2 separate regions of the Ovis aries genome follow, and region 1 is linked to region 2. A link is a contact called in public Hi-C data. All regions are on one chromosome and are shown on one strand. Each heading gives the region's core, a stretch centred on a gene start, on an enhancer-like site or on the middle of the called end of the contact. The rest is flanking DNA. Distances are from core to core; before and after follow the strand shown. Region 1 holds the start of ARFGAP3 (ADP ribosylation factor GTPase activating protein 3). Region 2 holds the start of POLDIP3 (DNA polymerase delta interacting protein 3).

Region 1 (5,143 bases), core at 659-3,158, 200 kb after region 2:
AACACTACCACAAACTACTTTTGCTCAATGCTTTTATTAGCCCTACTACAGAATATACACTTTTTTTTACAGGTGTGTTGTTCATAATTAAAATAATAATAACAAAAATAGCTGATATGTATCGATGGCCAGTATATCCAGGTACTACTCTAAGTGTTTTTCTTGGATTTTCTCATTTAATCCTCACAATAACTCTCTAAATTAGACTCGGCTCATGCCCCATTTTCAGATGAGGGAAAAAAGGCACAAAGTGGTCAAGTAAGCTGCCCAAAGTGACAGGAAGTCACAGGGTCTGGACAACAATTTATAGGCAAGCCCACACATGTCCTTCAAAAGCACTCTTGGTATAAAAACACTGACTTCTTATTTAAAAGGGGCACCTTCCTGTTGATGAGTTCAGTCAATGAGAACATATGTTGTGTTTCTGAGATAAAGCAGACAGAAATACATGGTTTCTACTCTGCTAACTCTAGACCCTTATCTTGTCTAGTTTACAGCAACCACTCTTGATAAACAGATTCACGGAAATTTGAAAATCAAGAAAACAGCAAAGAAATCAGCACTGGAGAATTCCCAGAACCTTTCTCCTCTGGTCTTTCTTACATTCGTCAGATATCACCTCCAATAAATGGCTTCCTTTCGTATTTCTCTTAGGCTATAAAAATACTGGCTCCCCTCCACCTGGACTGAAAGACATCTACATGTTGTAAAACTCTGGGACTTTCTGTGCCATCCTGTCGAGGCTCATGACCATGCTGGTTAATAGCTGTTCACTTTGGAGGTGGCAGTGGGGGCCAGGCAGAACAGTCACGGAGAAGAGGGGAGAGTCCATGCTGACACGACCGGCCTTTGCACTAGCCAGGTTCCACGCCAACCTGTGATCCTCACCGTGGGTATCACTTAGCCTGATGCGTCATCCCAGTCGCAAAAAGTGCTGTAGCCAGTCGCAAAAAGTGCTAAGAGTCATAGGGGTGGGAAACAGCCCATGAGATGAAGAAAAAAAAGGAAAACTCTAATCTCCAAAGGGGACCCAAAGGGAAGGAAGGGAAAGAGTCTCTGCGGGGCTTTCTTAGCAAGAGAGCTCCAAGTCACTTAGCAGCAACTACTTAGCAGCTTCATGAGACACGGAGATTGAGGCTCCCACCAAAGGACACAGGGCACCAACCAGCCTCCAGCTGGCGCCTCTGGGGAGACTCAGAGGTGAGCTCGAAGGTGGGGAGGGGGCATGTTCAGCTTGCCCAGTGCTACCAGCTGGAGTTTCTGACCCAGTGCATACTTCCTGGCTGGGTCGCAGGTGCCCTGCGGGGTCCGCCCCCAATCGCGGGAGCCCCATGTACGCCCCCCTCCCCTCCATTCCTCTCTCAGGTCGCCCCTAGTTCTCTCAGGAACACAAGCGTCCACTCTGCTGCCCCCTCAAAGCCCCCTCTGCCTCCCCGTAAGCTCCCAGGCCCCGTACGCCCCTGGGACCCCCAGATGCTCCCGCCTCCCGCCCCCAGGACTTCCCAGGTGTCCACCCAGCCTTGGACATTGGCGTGCGCCCCCTCCCCCGCCCCTCCCTTGCTGAAGCGGGGAGGGCAGCGCACCGACCGGACCCAGGCCAGGCCCAGCCTTTGCGGCCGCACAGTGCGACGTGTCACACAGGCCGGGCCGGCTCCTCCTCCCAGCGGCCGCGGCCACTGGCGCCGTAGGGGCCGTCCCCGGGATCCCGCAGGGATGCCAGGCGAGCCTGAACACTCCTGGCGGCCGTTACCTTGTTGGTGGGCACCGAGCGGAGGCGCTTGAAGATGGTCAGGATGTCTTGCTTGCTGGGGTCCCCCATGATCACCCAAGAACCGGGGCGCAGCTGGCCCCGCCAACCGGGAAGGGCAGAGCTGCAGCGGTTGCAGCCTCCCGGGGGTAGACGCCGATCGAGGGGCGGGGCTGTCGGGGAAGATCAGACCCCCGCCTCTCGACGGCCCCGCCCTGGCCCCGCCCACCGCCGCAGCGCACGCGCTCCTCGCGTTGCTCGCTCAAATCCCGCCCCAGCGCGGCATGCGCATGCGTAGGGAAGCTCGCGCGCCTCCAGGCGCTTACCTGGGTTTTGCTCTGGGCGTTGCTTGTCGCCGGCGGACCTTGGTCAGGTTTATGCGCGCGCTCACGGCTGGCCGAGGCACCACCGCCTCGGATGACGCAGTCCTTCCTCGGCCACAGTCGGGCGGCAGAACCTGCCACTCCAAGTGGCAAAGGAGAAAACTTGCAGGGCGAGGGCCTCTCTTCCGTTTCTCATTGCCCGAGGGCAGGATTTTCTCTAGTCGCCTTTTAATATATTTATTTTGCCCCAGGCTAAAGCTGAGGCCTGGGTGGGAAGCGTCCTGTGGCGAAACTGACTGGTTTTCTTAAAGTATCAGTACCAGTTTCGCCACAGGACTCTTCCCACCCAGTCCTCAGCTTTATCTTGGGACAAAATAAATAAATATATTAAAAGGCGACTAGAGAAAATCCTGCCCTCGGGCATCGGGAAATGGAAGGGAGGCCCTCGCCCTGCAGTTTTCTCCTTTGCCACTTGCCTCCAGTACTGTTGCAGGATGGCGGACCCCTTCCAGGGCCCGAAACTGGGCTCTTGTCTAACACTCGAAAATGAATTGTCCAAGGAGAGATTTTATTGGGAAAGGGCACTCCGGTGGAGAGCAGTAGGGTAAAGGAACCCAGGAGAACTGCTCTGCCGTGTGGCTCGCAGTCTCGTGTTTTATAGTGATGGGATTAGTTTCTGGGTGGTCTCTGGCCAATGACTCTTAATTCAGAGTCTTTCCCGGTGGTGCATGCATCGCTCAGCCAAGATGGATGCTAGCGAGAGGGATTCTGGGATGTGGACGGACTCGCGGTGTCTTCTTTAGACCTTTCCGGAACTCTTCTGGTTCAGTTCAGTTCAGTTCAGTTGCTCAGTCGTGTCCGACTCTTTGCAACCCCATGAATCGCAGCACGCCAGGCCTCCCTGTCCATCACCAACTCCCGGAGTTCACTCACACTCATGTTCCCTGGTGGCTCAGAGGTTAAAGCGTCTGCCTGTTCGATCCCTGAGTTGGGAAGATACCCTGGAGAAGGAAATGGCAACCCACTCCAGTATTCTTGCCTGGAGAATCCCATGGACGGAGGAGTCTAGTGAGCTACATACAGTCCGTGGGGTCACAAAGACTTGGACGCGACTTCACTTTCCTTTCTTTCACAACCATCGAGTCTGTGATGCCATCCAGCCATCTCATCTTCTATCATCCCCTTCTCCTCCTGCCCCCAATCCCTCCCAGCATCAGAGTCTTTTCCAATGAGTCAACTCTTCGCATGAGGTGGCCAAAGTACTGGAGTTTCAGCCTTAGCATCATTCCTTCCAAAGAAATCCCAGGGCTGATCTCCTTCAGAATGAACTGGTTGGATCTCCTTGCAGTCCAAGGGACTCTCAAGAGTCTTCTCCAACACCACAGTTCAAAAGCATCAATTCTTCGGTGCTCAGCCTTCTTCACAGTCCAACTCTCACATCCATACATGACCACTGGAAAACCATAGCCTTGACTAGATGGAACTTAGTCGGCAAAGTAATGTCTCTGCTTTTGAATATGCTATCTAGGTTGGGCTTCCTTGGTGGCTCAGTGGGTAAAGCTTCTGCCTACAATGCAGGAGACCTGGGTTTGATCCCTGGGTCGGGAAGATCCCCTGGAGAAGGAAATGGCAAGCCATTCCAGTACTCTTGCCTGAAAAAATCTCATGGACTGAGAAGCCTGGTAGGCTACAGTCAATGGTGTTGCAAAGAGTCGGACATGACGGAGCGACTTTCCCCTGCATCTAGGTTGGTCATAACTTTTCTTCCAAGGAGTAAGCGTCTCTTAATTTCATGGCTGCAATCACCATCTGCTGTGATTTTGGAGCCCCAAAAAATAAAGTCTGACACTGTTTCCACTGTTTCCCCATCTATTTCCCGTGAAGTGATGGGACGGGATGCCATGATCTTCATTTTCTGAATGTTGAGCTTTAAGCCAACTTTTTCACTCTCCTCTTTCCCTTTCATCAAGAGGCTTTTTAGTTCCTCTTCACTTTCTGCCATAAGGGTGGTGTCATCTGCATATCTGAGGTTATTGATATTTCTCCCTGCAATCTTGATTCCAGCTTGTGTTTCTTCCAGTCCAGCGTTTCTCATGATGTACTCTGCATAGAAGTTAAATAAGCAGGGTGACAATAGACAGCCTTGATGGACTCCGTTTCCTATTTGAAACCAGTTTGTTGTTCCGTGTCCAGTTCTAACTGTTGCTTCCTGACCTGCGTACAGATTTCTCAAGAGGCAGGTTAGGTGGTCTGGTATTCCCATCTCTTTCAGAATTTTCCACAGTTTATTGTGATCCACACAGTCAAAGGCTTTGGCATAGTCAATAAAGCAGAAATAGATGTTTTTCTGGAACTCTCTTGCTTTTTCCATGATCCACAGGATGTTGGCAATTTGATCTCTGGTTCCTCTGCCTTTTCTAAAACCAGCTTGAACATCAGGGAGTTCATGGTTCACGTATTGCTGAAGCCTGGCTTGAAGAATTTTGAGCATTACTTTACTAGCATGTGAGATGAGTGCAATTGTGCGGTAGTTTGAGCATTCTTTGGCATTGCCTTTCTTTGGAATTGGAATGAAAACTGACCTTTTCCAGTCCTGTGGCCACTGCTGAGTTTTCCAAATTTGCTGGCATATTGAGTGCAGCACTTTCACAGCATCATCTTTCAGGATTTGAAACAACTCAACTGGAATTCCATCACCTCCACTAGCTTTGTCCTTAGTGATGCTTTCTAAGGCCCACTTGACTTCACATTCCAAGATGTCTGGCTCTAGATGAGTGATCACATCATCATGATTATCTGGGTCGTGAAGATCTTTTTTGTACAGTTCTTCTGTGTATTCTTGCCACCTCTTCTTAATATCTTCTGCTTCTGTTAGATCCATACCATTTCTGTCCTTTCCATATTCCTTATCAGGATCTCTTGTCATAAAAAAAACTCATGCAAATGGTTACTATGGTGCTTGGCTAGGGTGGGAGGTTTCAATCAGTGTGCTTCCCCTAACAACTCCCACCTTTCCGCAAGAGTAATATTGCCTGGAAAATCCCATGGACAGAGGAGCCTGGTAGGCTACAGT
Region 2 (5,165 bases), core at 2,535-5,034:
AGAAACCAGCAGAGAGTATGGGAGCAGAGCCCTGGTCGCAACTGGAAAATTCCCTAACCTCTCCCCACAGCTCCAAGGATTCTCCACATACGTATCTAGCTCAGAGCCACTCACCTCCAGCACACTCTAGGCCCAACTTCTCCATTAAGACTGCCAGTCACCATCTACCTGCATGGAAGCAGTGACAGCTATCCTCTGACAGTTGAACTAAGCAAACCAAAGAGGAGGGTGACTTGACTAACCAATTACGTCCAAAGGAAGAAACTGACAAGAGAGGCAGGCCCACACTGCAGCTGGTGCCCAGTGCTACCCTGAGGAGACTCATCTATGGGTCTTGAACAACTGAAACCACTATAGACATGCTGTGTTGGGGGAAGAACAGCACCTCACCACAGCCTGGATGAAGTATCATAAAATAATCCCCCACTTTCTTGAATCTCATATTAATCAAAGAACTTTCTGATGATTAATTGAGGGCCAAATAATAATGATGGTAATGACACCTTTCTTGACTTACACAGTACAATGAACACAAAACAGAATAGCTGTTCTGAAGAACAAGCACATTCCACGACTTTTGAGAATCGGTTTATTTACACTTGCAGAGGCTCAGTCCTTTGCTATTTCCTTTAAGAAGAGAAAAGAAGTTTTCTTTCTCTTGCTTTTTTTTTTAAAAAGAAGAGAAAAGAAGTTTTCTTTTTCTTTTTTTTTTTTTAAAAGAAGAGAAAAGAAGTTTTCTGAGATGGTCATAGGCTCTTCCTAAATTATTAAGCACAAAGTTCTCTCTGTGACATCCCTACACTACACCAAGGTGCCAGTAAAGAGATTTCTTCTAAGGAGCAAGTAGAACAGCATTTATTTACTGTAGGAAATACCATTTGTTCAGACCTTTCACAGCTCTTGACAAGAACTCTAACCCCCGATCTAGTTTTTCTCTTTTGGCTGTGCAAGCAAAATGGAGTTTCCAGTAGGTTTAATCCAAACCCAGCATGTGGTCCAGTTTCTTTCACACTGTCTCTTTGCCTGCATTTCCCCCAAATCAATCTTTACATAATAGCAACGCAATATTCTCACACTGAAGACTGAATATTACTTCTTTCCTTAAAAGCCTTCATTAACAATAATGACGAGAGCTAACATCTACTGGGCACTTAGTACCCACTAGATGCTTTCTGAAGTACTTTAGATACATTAATTCACTTAGTCCTGACAATAACCAGTAAATATTACCCATGTTTTACAGATAAGAAAAGAGAGGCATGGCATGGTTAAGTAACTTTCATATGACAAGTGGGACTGAAACTTGGCAGTCTGACTCTAGGACCCCAATGCTTACTTATTATGTCCCCTAAAGGAGGGATTTGGGCTTCTACTTCTTTAAAGCCATCTGCTGAACACTTACTATCTGGTACAAAGTTTAAAACATACACTCTTACATCCTCATATTTAATCTTCTCAACCACCTCAGTTCAGTTCAGTCGCTCAGTCATGTCCTACTCTTTGCGACCCCATGAATTGCAGCACACCAGGCCTCCGTGTCCATCACCATCTCCCAGAGTTCACTCAGACTCACATCCATCGAGTCTGTGATGCCATCCAGCCATCTCATCCTTGGTCGTCCCCTTCTCCTCCTGCCCCCAATCCCTCCCAGCATCAGAGTCTTTTCCAATGAGTCAACTCTTCGCATGAGGTGGTCAAAGTACTGGAGCTTCAGCTTTAGCATCATTCCTTCCAAAGAAATCCCAGGGTTGATCTCCTTCAGAATGGACTGGTTGGATCTCCTTGCAGTCCAAGGGACTCTCAAGAGTCTTCTCCATCAACCACCTACCTGGAACCGTTATTACAAACAAGGAAACTGCCTAAATCAGAGGTCATCAGGCCACAGAAGCAAAGAACCCCACAATGGGGCCCGCCAAGGGACCAGGTCTGCCTGGCTGCAGAGTCTCTGCTCTTGTGGGGGATCCACAAATACTCCCTTCCCTGCAGTCCCATCCAAGGCCCATCACAAGACACTACACACATCAACACCAACTGCAGGTACAGACTGCCTGCAGTTGGGAACCAAGGGGAGCACCTGCAGGAAGCTCAGGTCCTGGGAAGCTGGCTCCCTCAGCAACTGTCCAGCAAACCTGTGAAACCTGGATGGGCTCAGACGTCACCAGAGGACCCAGTACCAATTTCCTGCCAGTTACTAGAGGGTAGACCTAAAAGAGGGCTTCCCAGGTGGCGCAGTGGTAAAGAACCTGCTGGCTGAGGCACAAGCCACAGGAGATGCCAGTTCGATCCCTGGGTGGGGAAGAACCCCTGGAGGAGGAAGTGGCAACACACTCCAATATTCTTGCCTGGAAAATCCCATGGACCAGAAGAGCCTGGCAGGCGACAGTCTATGGGGTCGCCAAGAATCGCACACGACTGAGCACACAACACAAGCACAAGGATAGAGGAAATCAATGCTGCGTGCCTATTATGAACCAGAAACCTCGTGAAGGGCTGGCTGGGGAATGGGGGGGGGGGGGGGGGGGGGGCGGGAGCAGTTGTGGTGGATCTGTGTGTACAGGTTGAGGGTGAGGGATACCTTTCGCACAGTGAAAAGAATCCATTTTCCAGCCACCACACAGGCGGTATTAATAAACATCTGCCGAGTGAACGACTGCCGGAGAAAACAACATCCTTCTTTACAGCCTCGCTTCTCCACAAGGACATCTGAACTAATCTAACCCGTGCTAGAAAACCACTGGCCCAGGTTTCCCATCTCTTTCACATAGATGAACTGGAGCCCTATAGAGTCTGGAAATGACTACCAATATTTTAAGAGTCCAGAGGAAGTTTGGGTCACAAAACTGCAAGCCAACTACGCGACTCTCCACCCCGACACAGAACAGGGTTCTCTGAGAGTCATCAAGAAACGGCCGGCCTCCCGCCCCGTCCCGCCAGTTTGTCTTGCCCAAGCCTGAGGCCAACTCTCAGAGCGCACTCGGCCCCGCTCTGAGCTCTCCGCGGCCGCGGGCAAATTCCACCTCAAGCCCCTCACTTGGAAAACATTAATAGCTGGCTGCCAGGACTGCGCGCCGGCGAAGCGCCCCCGAGAACCTGAAATGCCTCACAAAGGGCTGCGAGTGTGAACAGCGGGGAACCGGGCGAAGGATTTGGAAATCTTAAAGGTCTGACTTTGGGTCGCGGTTTCGGCAGCAACAGACCCGGAGAGTCTGAGCAAATCACTTCTCCGAGAAACTCCAGTCCTGACTCGAAGGCCGCGCGGAGACCTTGGCGCCGCGCCCGTCTCCTCAGAGGAGGAGGGGGCTGCGCCGGGGAGACCCTCCGGACTCCAGGCAGGCCGCGGGGCAGCGTGTCCGGTCCGCGGCCGCAGCTCCGCCCCCGGCGGGCCGCCCCGCGGGCCGCGAGCACAAGCCCAGCAGTCCTGCCCCTTCATCGGCGGCGGCCCCACCAGCCTCCGCGCCTACAGCCAGTGGGCGGCCGGGCGACCCGGCCCGCGGCGGCGGCGGCGGCCGGGCCAATGAGGAGCGCGGCTGAGGTAGGGGGCGGGCGCAGACTGGCCCTCCGCGTCGCTCCCGGGCCGCTCCCTCCTCCGCCTCAAGCCCCACTAAGACTAGGACCCTGAAACCCGAAGGGGAAAAAGGCCACTCACCGCCCCTTCGCTGCAGCTCCTCGCTTTCGGATGAGCTCGTCCAGAGAGATGTCGGCCATCTTGCACCGCCGAACAAGCCGAGAGCACCTTAGGCTCCCTCAGGCTTCGAGCCCGCCCCTTCGGCCGCTGTGGAGCGACTAGCGGTTTCCGGCGTTCGGCAGATGAACTCTCGCGACAGTTCAGACTGAGAAAGGAACCGGAAGGGGCGGGGCTCTCCCCGTGAACCTTTGCGAGCCGGTTGCTTATCTGCATATTGTGGCCCTACCTTTCCCCCCCTCTCTCAACTAAAAAATAGTAAAATGAAAAGCGACATAGAACAATGAAATGAATAAGGCAGCCTTCAACGAACAAAGTACAGGCTTTAACGTTCCACTTTTATACTCACCGTATTGCTAATGAGATTGGGATTCATTACCTAGGAAGTAAGCCAGTTACGTCTTTATGCCTTAAACTTATGAGTAAGGAAAATAACGATTCGGGGTGACGCCCGAATCCTCACTGCTAATGTGAGACGAATTTTTGAGCGGGTAAAGGTTGCCCCTAAGGTGACCCGCCTACTTTGCGGGATGCCTGGGAGTTGCGATCTGCCCGTCCCCCTTATACTCGAAAAAGTAGAATGGTTTGGGTGTGTATGTATGGGATTGATTGAAAGTAATTATCGGTAGTACGTTTGTTACGGATTTACAGCAACAATTTGCTCCTGTGTTCTTTAAGGGGATTGTATGGACGGCTAATATTTTTAACGTTAGCTGTTTGTGTTTGAATGCAGCACACGGGGTCAAGCAGCTCCCAGTCTCACGTGTCTTACTTCCAGGCTGTATAACGTTCAGAAGCCAGCGGTTTTTCCTTCCTGTGTATATATGTACCTGTGTCTTCCTGGTCTGTACTGTGAGAGGGGGGCAAACAGCACAGACTTTTTGCGATCTAAGTATGTAACATGTGGAATTACCTTTTCGTTGAACCGCCTGCCCTGACCCTGGCATGAGATGGGTAGTCAATCGTATCTGAGGAGTTAATGAAACCCGGCTCCCTTGTGGTTCAGATGGTAAAGAATCTGCATATAATGCCGGAGACGCGGGTTCAGTCTCTGGGTTGGGAAGCTCTCCTGGAGGAGGGATAGGGCATGGCAACCCACTCCAGTATTCTTGCCCGGAGAATCCCAAGGACAGAGGAGCTGCTGGGCCGCAGTCCATGGAGTCGCAGAGTCGGACACGACTGAGACATTAACACACACAATCAATGGAAAATACAGGCGATGCCTTGAGCACAGTGCCAGGCACGGACTAAGTGCCCTATGAGTCACTACTGTTATTCTTTTCTAGGTCCGGCGAGTGGAGTTAGTTACTCTTGACAGCACCACAACACAATAAAAAATCCGGCGTCGGAAGGTCTGTGGAAAAACGAGCTGGTGAAGCCGGAGGGGGTCTGAGATTGGGCTTCAGAAGGAGGGGGGAAATCCAGATCGCCCCTGCACTGCCGAGACTGGGTGCCGGCCCCCTAAACTACTAGAGTAGGGTCC

What was found. Hi-C and Micro-C count contacts between places; a contact is called where the count stands out from the background.
Region 1: a Hi-C map of mixed tissues shows a contact between it and region 2, with 4 times the contacts expected there. The contact joins the promoter of ARFGAP3 here to the promoter of POLDIP3 in region 2. A contact is called at or near these places in 10 of 16 Hi-C or Micro-C datasets (blood, hypothalamus, liver and 4 more).

The regions. Positions count from the first base shown.
Region 1 is chr3:219,592,301-219,597,443 of ARS-UI_Ramb_v3.0, forward strand. ARFGAP3 (ADP ribosylation factor GTPase activating protein 3) reads right to left here and starts at 1,909. Exons shown (of 15, transcript XM_060414283.1): 1 at 1,751-1,909. The coding sequence starts at 1,819.
Region 2 is chr3:219,391,069-219,396,233 of ARS-UI_Ramb_v3.0, forward strand. POLDIP3 (DNA polymerase delta interacting protein 3) reads right to left here and starts at 3,785. Exons shown (of 8, transcript XM_060413613.1): 1 at 3,647-3,785. The coding sequence starts at 3,705. It overlaps LOC114114089 (a long non-coding RNA gene), which reads left to right and starts at 4,088. Exons shown (of 2, transcript XR_003588951.3): 1 at 4,088-5,165. LOC114114287 (U12 minor spliceosomal RNA) reads left to right here and starts at 4,088; the gene lies at 4,088-4,237.